Linked DNA regions of Mus musculus: region 1 is linked to region 2. The links are chromatin contacts, called in public HiChIP or PLAC-seq maps. All regions are on one chromosome and are shown on one strand. The core of a region is the stretch at or near the end of the contact, and the rest is flanking DNA. Distances in the headings are between cores, read along the strand shown.

The links. HiChIP or PLAC-seq counts read pairs in DNA pulled down with a chosen protein or histone mark.
Region 1: a contact with region 2 is called in an H3K27ac HiChIP or PLAC-seq map of embryonic fibroblasts, with 57 read pairs. The contact joins the enhancer-like site here to the promoter of 2810442N19Rik in region 2. A contact is called at or near these places in 13 of 39 promoter capture datasets (the 3T3-L1 cell line, 3T3-L1-derived adipocytes, HPC-7-derived erythroid cells and 9 more), 3 of 15 datasets of contacts at CTCF or cohesin (the NIH/3T3 cell line, large pre-B cells and pro-B cells), 38 of 484 Hi-C or Micro-C datasets (the 3T3-L1 cell line, 3T3-L1-derived adipocytes, the C2C12 cell line and 23 more), 7 of 115 datasets of contacts at active chromatin or transcription factors (the NIH/3T3 cell line, T-cell acute lymphoblastic leukemia, craniofacial prominence and 4 more) and 2 of 9 other capture datasets (embryonic tail and embryonic trunk).

The regions. Positions count from the first base shown.
Region 1 is chr1:162,072,922-162,078,298 of GRCm38.p6, reverse strand. It overlaps Dnm3 (dynamin 3), which reads left to right. Exons shown (of 21, transcript NM_001038619.2): 17 at 2,513-2,524. Among named protein-coding and RNA genes, the nearest start is that of 2810442N19Rik, 71 kb to the right of the region's middle. RefSeq lists an enhancer at 739-4,268. Within about 2 kb of position 1,583, at least 99 of the 459 cell types and tissues checked have an H3K27ac peak or open chromatin away from gene starts, as enhancers often do. A contact at or near this core is called in 3T3-L1-derived adipocytes, the C2C12 cell line, the MC38 cell line and 12 more, where this site is marked.
Region 2 is chr1:162,003,176-162,008,493 of GRCm38.p6, reverse strand. 2810442N19Rik (RIKEN cDNA 2810442N19 gene) reads right to left here and starts at 3,525. Exons shown (of 3, transcript NR_040562.1): 1 at 3,160-3,525; 2 at 2,672-3,058. The region is part of intron 20 of Dnm3 (dynamin 3); the gene reads left to right.

The sequences.
Region 1 (5,377 bases), core at 334-2,833, 72 kb before region 2:
CCTCTGGGAGAGTCCAGAGTGGACGTGACCATGATGAGTTGGACCATGTGAAGAGAAAGGAGAGGGGAGAGCAGCTGAGGACCAAGACGGGCAGCCTGGGCCAAGAGACTGGCCAAGAGAGTAGATGAGAAAGACCAGGTCACCAAGGTAGCTGGATTATATAAAGAAGGGCATCTGGTGGTAGGGCAGCCCAGCCCCTGGGCTAGAGAAGTTTAGGGTAGGGGGTGATGTATGCCAGCCAGAAGGGTCCTGTAGCAGGTAGAAACTGAGGGATATACGGAGAACCTTGCAACCAACAGTCTGTGTAGGAGTGGGAGGGTCTGATACCCCACTACAACCACTACTACAGCAGTGTTTCTCCCAGAACTTTGAGCAGCTGTGTGTCCAATTCCAAAGGTCTTAGTTACCCTTCCATGGAAAAACACTTTCAAGGATTCAGACGTAAGCTATTGTCAACAAGAGTAGTGGAGAACATTATAAAAACATTATCCACCACTCAGAACTGCCATCCATGGCTGTCACCAAATAGATGACTGGGAACTGGCTGACTGAACCGGCAACTGGCCAGGCCACGCCATGTTCTCTGCTTCCATTGTGTCTTTTATTTAAGGATCAGGGCATCCTACACAGTGACATCATTGTTGCCGCTACTCGCACCATCTGCCACTGCGCAGGGAAGCTAGTCATCCCCGAGTGTCCAGAAACACTTGGTTGAACTCCTGAAACTGATTTGCTAGATCAAAAGCTGCTCTGCTGTGGAATGCAATAAACTCCATCTGTCTGAGGTATTTCCAGCAATATTGTTCTTCTTAGGAGAACCAGGGTCCCATTATTCTAGAAAATGGTCTTTTACCCATAGTAAAATCCCTCCCCAGTGGGGTCTTTACTGTCTTACTGAGCAGTTGGCATCCCCTCTAGGAAGGATTCCTCTGGGGTTTTGTTTTGTTTAGTTTAGTTTTTTACTTCATTCATTCTTATGTCATTATTTATGCATCTGATAAACTAGTGTGCAAACAGCTGTACTATGGCAGCCCAGTGCTAAAGAAACCTCTCTATAGGATTTTATCAATGCCTTTATATTTTCCTTGTTAAATACAATGGCTGAAATGGTCCCTGGGAAAGGTGGTTTTCTTAAGGTCAGCAGCAGGCATGGAACTCAAGGAAACCCTCTCCCGGGGTCATCGCCTTCCCACTCTCTCAGAATGTTTCCTGGTGTGTTTCCCCCTCCCCCTTAAATCCTCAAACTAAATGTAAAGGGCAGGCCCCTACCCCAGGCTTTCCTTCTGATGCACACACTTCCCTCACAGCTCTCTGCAAACCTCACATCTCAGCAAGGCGTTTCTTCTGGGCCCCTGTGAGGAGAAACTCAGATCCGTTCCGGGCTCACATCCCACCACGTCTGCCCCACAGGAACTGACCTTGCAAGGACTCGGGCTGCTCTAGGAGCAATGAATCACCGTTTTATTTTCTTAGGCCATATGTGAGTTCAATTGTTCGATGTAAATCATGCTCTCCCAGCTTCGGTTAGCAACAGGAGAGTCACAGGCTGCCACTCGCCCCTGGATGCCCTGTCTCCACACACACAGTATTTGCATTTAGAAATGTTGATGACGGTTTTGTGACTAACCTTTCCAGATCCCATGTTGCTGACTATGGAGTACTGTTTATTTTGGCCAAAGCCCCACTCTACAGTCTTGACTTCCCATGCCAACCCAAGACAGAAACTCATAACTTACCAAAGAAAAGAAAGGCTCAGAAGGAGTCTATAACTTGGGTTTGCTTCCTCTGTTGTCCCAAACCACCCACTCCATGCCTCAGTACTTGCTTCTTTTCTTTGAGAAGGAAGGAAAGAAGGAAGGAAGGAAGGAAGGAGGGAGGGAGGGAGGGAGGGAGGGAGGGAGGGAGGGAGGGAGGGAAGGAAGGAAGGAAAGAGAGAGAGAGAGAGAGAGAAAGAAAGAAAGAAAGAAAGAAAGAAAGAAAGAAAGAAAGAAAGAAAGAACTAATTTAATTCCACCTTCGTTGAAACCAAGAATGCAGTGCTTGTTTTGTTGTTTTTTGTTTTGTTTTGTTTTGTTTTGTTTTGTTTTGTTTTGTTTTAAAAAAAATAAAGTAATGACTGATGAAATTTTCCATGCTTGGCATGTTGGAGGAAGGGCTGTCAGGAAAGACGAGCCAGCACACTGACTTCTCTGCCTTTTATGCTAGCGGTTCACTTATTACCGATTCAAACCAATTCTTTCTGGCTTGGCTCCCATAGCCCAAGTATTCTGAGTAGAAAGCAATGGAGGGATATCGCCACACTGTTGTAAACGCGGGACTTCACTCCCCCTACCTACACGGATTCTCTGACTCAGGCCTGAGCCCTGGATGTACACAATGGGAAGTTATCGAAGGGTTCAGCTATTCATTCGGATTCCGATCCAGCAAGGAAAAACCTCATAATTTTGAAATAAATTTGTGTTTAACATATTTCTCTCACTTTTTTTTCCCTTCCTTGTGACTGCATGCACAGGGGAGCAACAAAGTAAGTTCTCTGCCCTAGTGCGGCTCTTCTGTGTTTCCTGTCTCCCCGGCCCCTGCTCCTGCATGCCCAGCCTCTGCTCCTGCATGCTGTCTTGACAAACGTGATTCTATGTATCTTGGGATAGCCACCCTCTGCTGGCCATTCCAAGGAGTCTATGGGGCAATGCAAATGTCAGGGGAAATGTGTGTGGATGGCCACAGTGGCTGCTCTGTTTTGGCCTTCTTGGAAGGGAAATAAGTTATGTTTTCAGAGCTGGTTATGGGACATGTCAGAGGGGTCACGCAAAAGAAAAAGACCAACTCTGAGCAAAGGAATGGTAAGGATTTGTCACAGAAGGGTTCCTCAAACTGATGGAACTCAGTGTAGCTGAAGAACTGACCCCAAATCAAAGCTTGTGCAGTTATAAAACCTCCAAACTGGAGCCTTAAAGGGCAGTATGGCAGGCTTTGTTGGCAAAACTGAACTCGATCCGTTCACTGGCTTTGAAGGGGCCTTAAAATGGAGGAGGAGGGTGGGGTCAACATTTGACTTGGCTCCTACATCCTTGATGAATTCCAGCTGCGTGGAAGCAGGAGAGTGTGGGGAGGTTGAGGGGAGGCTGAACCGTCTGTATAACGGGCAGGGCAACACACATGAATGGTGCGAGCAGTTTTAATGTTCTCGTTACAACAGATAAATGAGAAAATGCTGCTTCGTGGCGTTACTCGTTTGGTTAAATTTTCATGTAACTTTCCCAAAAGCTTCGTGCTACTTCCCATTTTCTTAGAAATATAAGAGTCGTATAGCTGGGGAAAGTAGTCTTGCATTCGGCAGGCTGGTTTTCTTTATTGTTGTTTGGGGGTTTCTTGTTGTGTTTTGTTTTTCCTTCTTGTAACGGTCGTTTATCCTACCAGGTGGCCCGCTTAAAATGGGCCTCGGTGGATACAATAGGAATGGAAAGGAATCTGTTATATAAGAGTTGGCCTGCATAGCTAAAGCAGCTGGAATTCATCAAGCTTGCTATTCATAAGCCATATGTATAGAATGTAAAACAAATGTGGGAAATATTTTGCAGTTTAATTTGGTGGAATGTGTTATTATGGAGTAAATTGACAGAGATGGCTGGTCCTAAAAAATGTGTCACTTCATAAATTTATACTCTGATAGAGCTGCTCACAACCCAGGCAATGCTATTTAATAAAGTTAAAATAATGCCAGAAATGTACATCTATGGAGAAGGAAGGAGGTGAACTCACATCATTTAGAGCACACTTCTAAAGGAGAATAGCAGGTCACTTAAAATAATAAACTCAAGGCTTCTTCCACAAAGGAAAGGGTAGTATTTCTAAATAATACAACAACTCTTAGGGACAAATATTTGAACAAAATGTGAAACTCATGTTTTAATTCTTATAGTATTTCAGTTCTTGAATTATAAGCATTTTATCCTGATCATTTGCACCACAGTAGATCTCTTGTCTGAAACTTTTTGCATTGTTCATGCATTCATGTTACTTGAAAACAAAACAGCCAACCATCCATCCAAGCAGCCATGCATGCCCTGGGTTAATTGTGGGTACACTGATAGGGAGCCAGCTGCTGACATTTGGGGAGATGCTACTCTGCTCACGAGAGGAGCACCATGATTTGTTCCTTTCTCAAGAAGTTCATGGATGGTTAAGTGTTTATAAAATCACACACATGCACACACACACACACACACACACACACACACACACACACAGCTCATGGATGCTATGGTGGATACAGTTTGCTGTGTTTTTTTTTTTCAGCTCACTAGATGAAGGGAATGAGAAAATATAAACTATTGGGGCTGGAGTGGGGTAGTTCAGCCTTAAAATGCTTGCCTTGTGGGCACAAAGACCTGAGTTCAATCTTTAGCAGCTGTGTGAAAAGTTGGCATGGTGGTATATTTGTAATTCCAGCACTAGGGACATAGACACAGGCAGATCCCTTGGCTCTTTGGCCAGGAGCCTAGTTTACCTGTTGAGAAAAGGCCAATGAGAGGCTCTGTCTCAAAAACTAATACGGATAGCACGTGAGGAATTACATCCAAAGTTGTCCTTTGACTTCCATGTACATACTTACTTATGCATGTATGCATGTACATATACTGCCTACACACATACACACATGCCCATACACACATGCACATGTGTAGTTCAATACCTACACACACACACACACACACACACACACACACACACACACACCTCAAAAATTGTAAACTATTGTTCATTAAACCTTTTGGAATAGGGCTGAAGTCCCTGCAGGACCTCAGGCCCTCAGGGCCTCCACAGCCTGCCCTGTACAGCATGAATATCTGGTATTGTAGTGCGGAAGAAGCTGGTTGAAAGTAAGGCTCTCAAAAATACAAGTGCTCACTGCTTTGACTTGTAATTGAAGGGTGGAGACTTCAGTGGTATTGGTCTTTATTACCCCATGCCTTATTTTTTTAATTGCTTATACTATGCATAAGTGATAGTTTGTGAAAAATATGCTAATACTTTTTAAATGTGGTCATACTCCTGACCAGAGATTCTGGCACGAGAGAGTCCCCTCGAATCAAAAGCGCCACATCTGTATGCTATTTTCCTGTAGCTTAGAATTTCAGTGTAAATGGAAAACACTGCAAGCCAAGCTGTGCTGTCTCCAGAGTATAGATCTGGCTTCTTTCGAAGGAGAATGTGAGATTCGTCTTTCCCCTTCTCATGTTGGAATGACTGCTCTGAGTTGTCCCTAAGGCAACATACCTGCCATATAGGAGAGCCAGCTGTAAAGTATGGCTCATTTCAGATTTGAGAAGGCTCATTGTTTACTGAGTGCATGACATTTTAGCATTCGGGATGTTAA
Region 2 (5,318 bases), core at 2,276-4,775:
GGGCCCAGCAGAGCAGGCTGGGAGGGGATCCCTGTGGCGGGGGTCACCTGAGCAGAGCTGGAGACCGGTCAGGGTCCTGACGCCTATTAAAGCCTTGCTTTAGATGGAAGATTCTGAACTCACAACGTCTGTTTTTAATAAAAGCCAGAGCAGGATCCTACCAAATGCAAGCCAGAAATGGGGTTTAAGATTTCAGAGAGAGAGAGAGAGAGAGAGAGAGAGAGAGAGAGAGAGAGAGAGAGAGAGAGAGAGAGAGAGAAAGGAAGGAAGAAAATGAAGAAAGCTCTTATTGAAACACCACCTTGTTCCACCTGTTTATATATTCTTTCCCTTCCATAATTTGTTACTTTTTCTCTACTAAAAACTAAATAATCAAGATGCCCTGTCCATCATCTCCCAAAAACCAGTGTTTGGCTTTTCAAGGAGAAAAGTCCAAATTTATTCCTCCCCAAAGTTCTTTGCTTTGCTAAGGGACCTTCTTCCTTTTTCAACCTGAATCTTGAGAAACTCCCACCACAACCCAGTACAAAGGGTACCCCCTGGTTCCCTGCTGGCCTTCCAAATTACAAAGGCAATCGCAGAACTTCTAGAGGCAAAAGATTTTTTAAGCCACCCTAATGTGTGCCTAGCCAGTCTTCCTCCCGATACTCTTTAGCAATCAGTGATCACGACTTTTCTTTTCGCCCTATTCCAAGGTCGTCAAAGCCCTTGGCGTGGCCCAGGAACCTTGAGTTTTCCATCTTTTTAACCAGAATCTTTACCATACCTTTCCATTTCAAATATACAGGGAGAGTTGGGGCAAGGGGTTGAAGTCACTTTTGACTCAGCTTTGCCCAGCCACTCGGCTGTTCTGGTTTCTGTGTTTTGGAGCCTTTTGGTGCGAGAGCAAGAAACACTGCAAACTGCACGTGGGTTTTAATTACTTCCACTCGAACTAATGAGCCTCCTACTAGCATGGATACCCCTGCCATTAGTAAGCTGGGTTACATAAATCTGTGATCTTTGGGACATTTCCCCCTCCCTCCCCACTCCCTCCCGCCACAGGCTTGACTATCTAGACTGTCCCATGTCTCCTGCCTCCATTCATGCTCTCTGACAAGACAAAGCTCCCGGTCCCCATCAGACACCAACTTCAGAGTTAGTGTAGCTATTTTCAGTTACCACTTCTTAAAATTAGATAATTGGCAAGTGTAGCCTTTGATATTAACAGAACAAATTAGCTGAGTCCAAGTGTGTTTTTCCTGGCACTAGCTAACTCTGACACTATTTCGATTATTCGTCCTTACCCCCCCCCAAGCCCAACCCCTGTCCACCCCTTCCCTAGGACAAAGCTCTTTTGCAATGGTCAAAAGGGATAAGGGTGTGAGGAAGGGTCTCTAGCCAAGGGAGAACAGACTTCACCTACCTCATCACTCAATATTCCACTTTTTAAAAAGTCGAGCTAGAGAAGAACTTTCTCGGACCCACCCTCGTTCACCATCTCTGATGGTTTCTTTTAAAAATGGCCAAGCCTGGTTCACTCCATTTGGCTTTTGCTTTAGCTCAACCCATCTGACCGAAATCAAAAACTGATCCTTTAAGTGATGTTCTTGTGAGCCTTGCAAGGAAGACAAAGCCCCCATGGTGTGTACATAGGCCCAGGGCAGCACTAAGACTTCACCCAGAGCTCCTCCATGGTGTCTTCCATGGTTTCTTTGACTTACCAGAGCACACTGCTTGCAGAAAGATGTACATGGCCCCTTTCCAAAACAATTGATGCCCTATATTACAAAAGTTAAGGCCCATTGGTTTTCATCATAATTTCGTTTTAAATGTTTGGTCTCTGATTCTGATGGCCTTGCATTGCCTAACCGTAACTCCCAACTCTTTCACACATTTTATTTGTTGTAAGTTACAGTTAGCACAGCATCCTTTCTTTCTATTTGGTGTATAAAGTCTCCTTGTTTTATTTGAGGTTTCTATTCATCTTTGTAAGCAAGTTCCCTAGATTTCAAGCCAGGACAAACCCCAACCCATCATTCTTCTATCTTTGCGTTCCTCACATCAAGGTTTGGTGCCGTGAAGGAGGAAGCTGTCGAGCCTTGAAGTCGAGGGGCTCAGAGTACATGGAAATTAAGCAACCCGTGTGACTAGCCTGGGAGTCATTCCCCTGCGGTCACACACGGAAACATCCTGACTTACCCTCTCCTCTCCTCGACAGCTCTCTAAAACTGTGGTGTTTTTAGCAGCCAAGTGTCATTTGGACAAGTGGTGAAATCACCTTGCGATTTGTGACATCAGCTGTGAGGCAAGCTCTCTGTTCTCCTAACTAGCCAGCCTTCCTTACAGAAAAAAATAAAAATCATACCCAGACAGTCTGGATTGTCAGGGAACTGTTTTTGTTTTTTGTTTTGTTTTTTTTTTCAACAACTAGATTTAAAAGTAAAAAAGAAAAACAAGCTATATTATAGCTCAAAAATATAATTGCTAAAGACAGAACAACTTTAAGCTGTTCTTACAATTCTTACAATCAAGGTATCTCATGAGGCAACCCTTGATATTAGAAATAAATTGGTGCTGAGACCTCCAAATGTAATTAATAATCTGCTGCAGGTTCAACATTAGTTGTCATAAAACTAAAATTTCAAACCACTGTTCTCTAAAGAAAAGTGTCCACTTTAATTAAATATACCTCCAAAGGTGCAATCTATTTACATGACGGTTCTTATTCCAGTATCCTGCTTCAATTCTTATGACAATGTACTAGTCCACTGAAAGGAAGCAATGGCGAATGTCAAAGGTTTTCTTTCACTCTTCAGGTCCTGTTTCCAATATGGTTTAAGTGAAAGTCAAATTATTTTGGGGATTTCCTCCTTGGGCCTAACTAAGGAAGTAGAGTCGACTTTACACAGGCATTTCCACTCGGCCACAGTTCAGATGCCTGGCGGTCTGTTTAGGCAAGGCCCACATACATTACCGGTGTCTCCTCGGGTCAGAACCTGTGAACTCTTTGGTGGTGTGTAGGCAGACTCACGTTTGCCTTTCTCTTTTCATTGGGTCTGAATCTTTCCCACATATCCTATGTGGCAGGAAAGTAAAAGCAAAAAGGGAAATTAGGAAAGATTCCCGTCATGCAAAACGCAAATAACACGAACGCAGACAGGAGACAGCTCCTCCTACCGTACACTGCAGTTAGCCAAGCAGCGGGTGACAGGCCTCCAGTTAAGCAAACACAACTGCTTCCTCCGTGTCTTGTGTCAAGAACAAGTAGCTCTGACATTGTTCCCTTTGGAGATCTTTAGTCGCTAAGCTCCGTCACTGCAGGACAAGCGCTTTTGCATCTCAGGGTGCCCAGTTCTGCCCTGGGGTTCACCTGATTGATAGAGGACAACAGCCAAGACAGAGGCCCTGGCCAGGGACAATGCGTAATTGATTCCGATTATTTTTCCTGTGGCCAGTCAGCAGTAAACTGTCACCAGCTGTAATCCACCGAGTGTCCCTATATACAAGCTGGTGTCAGCTCGGAGAAAAGCGGGGAAATGCTCTACCATGTGTAAATAGACATCCAGACTTGCAGACACACATAGGCTAGCTAGGGCTCAAGTTTCTTTCATTGCCCTTGCTGGGAGGAAAAAGCGATTTTCAAGAAGGCTTCATGCTCAGGCATTCCTGGTCAGAGGGGATATTTTTCCAAGGCCTCGGAGACTCACGGTGTATGAATTGCACCTCTTTCACAGCTAACTTTTATCTCAGCAGTAAACTCTTAAGAAGAGGCTGCTGGAGGCTTCTTTATTTCCCTCTTTTCCTTTCCCCCAACTCACCGGCTACTATGAGAGATTAAAAAGTGAGACTTAGAAAAAAACCTTACACGGCAGACAGGAAGTTTAAACTAAAACTTGTCAGTGGAGCGTCTTGCTCTGTGAATGTGCCTGGGACGCCTAACTGCAGCAGCGGAAGAAAGGAGGGAAGGAGTCAGCTGAGCGCGTGTTGGCTCTGCTGGCTCCTCATGCATTTATCGATGCTTAAACATAGAATTGTTAAGTGCCCGGCGCTGACATTCCTTAGCCTACCCATGCCAAACATACTGGATGCATTGTCTGGGGAAACCTCTGGATCTAAACACGTATTTACACCCTTTAGTTGCCAAATGGTTTCCATCTGGCTCACCAATGCTGTTGCCAGAAGGATATTCCACTTCTGGTCAGGCTAGAGTTGTCAGGGCCAGAGTGGGGGTTTCTGGGAAGGCTCTGAGCCTGAGAGACACTACATGTTTAATGACGCCACATTACTTGAGCATTTACATGTTTAGATCACATGGCAGCACTAGCCCAAAATAGAACTCCAACGCAGGGCAATGTCGAAAGCCATGAGGTATTCAGGGACTCTCTCCACACCACAGCTCCCTCATTCCTTGCATCTGGCTGCTCCTCAGGCTTCAGAGCCACATGATAGGCAAAACCACAAATACCAAATGCTCTAATTTATTTTTAAGCATTCCCACCAAGCACTGAGAAATATCCACTCTTTGTTTTTCAGTCAGAATAATCGGTTCCCATGAATCACATGAACCCATTCCATTCACAGGCCCTGGGGGCGGGGAGCAGGGGTCGGAGCATAATCAAAAGGGAAATTAGCCAACTTCTCCACGTCTCAGCATCAGGGGTAGCGTTGAGCCTCTTGATCCAATTGCCCACACAGGGAGTGATCTAAGCACCAGAAAATGAAACAAGGTATAATGGCTCTCCTCCCTGCTCTTACGGAAACCCCACGAATGCACAGGTCAACATGAGAGTCGCCAATAAGCAGCATCCTTTCTTTGGTGGAAAGGATGACATAGAAGCTGAGAGAGAAGAAAATGAAGACTGAACCAACCTAGATACTCTACCACAAACATATCCAAAGCTTCAAGGAAAGGTCTGGAAACGGAGACAAGCTAAAATAAAGGTGGACATGATCTCTTATAGCCCCCCATAAGCCTGCAAGGCTGAGGCTGAGGCTGAGGCAGGAGGATCATGAATTTAAGGCCAGCCTTGGCTACAAAGCCAGTTCAGGCCATCATGAGGCACACAGTAAGATCCTGATCCATCTCCCACTTCAAAAAAGGCACACAGCGTGAGAAGGGCCTTAGTTGGCTTTCAGTATAATCAGGAAAATGGCCTTAGTCTACAACCGAATATCCCTTTTGCCTCCACCATATAAACATTCGAATTTGGCTTTAGATATTCTGAAGCAGCAGTATCTAGATGTCCCCTTCATCTGCACACTTCAGTATGACATTGATTTACAGGCACTTAGCCTGATTATCTGGCTATTTTGTTTTGTTCTTACTTTTTGAGTCA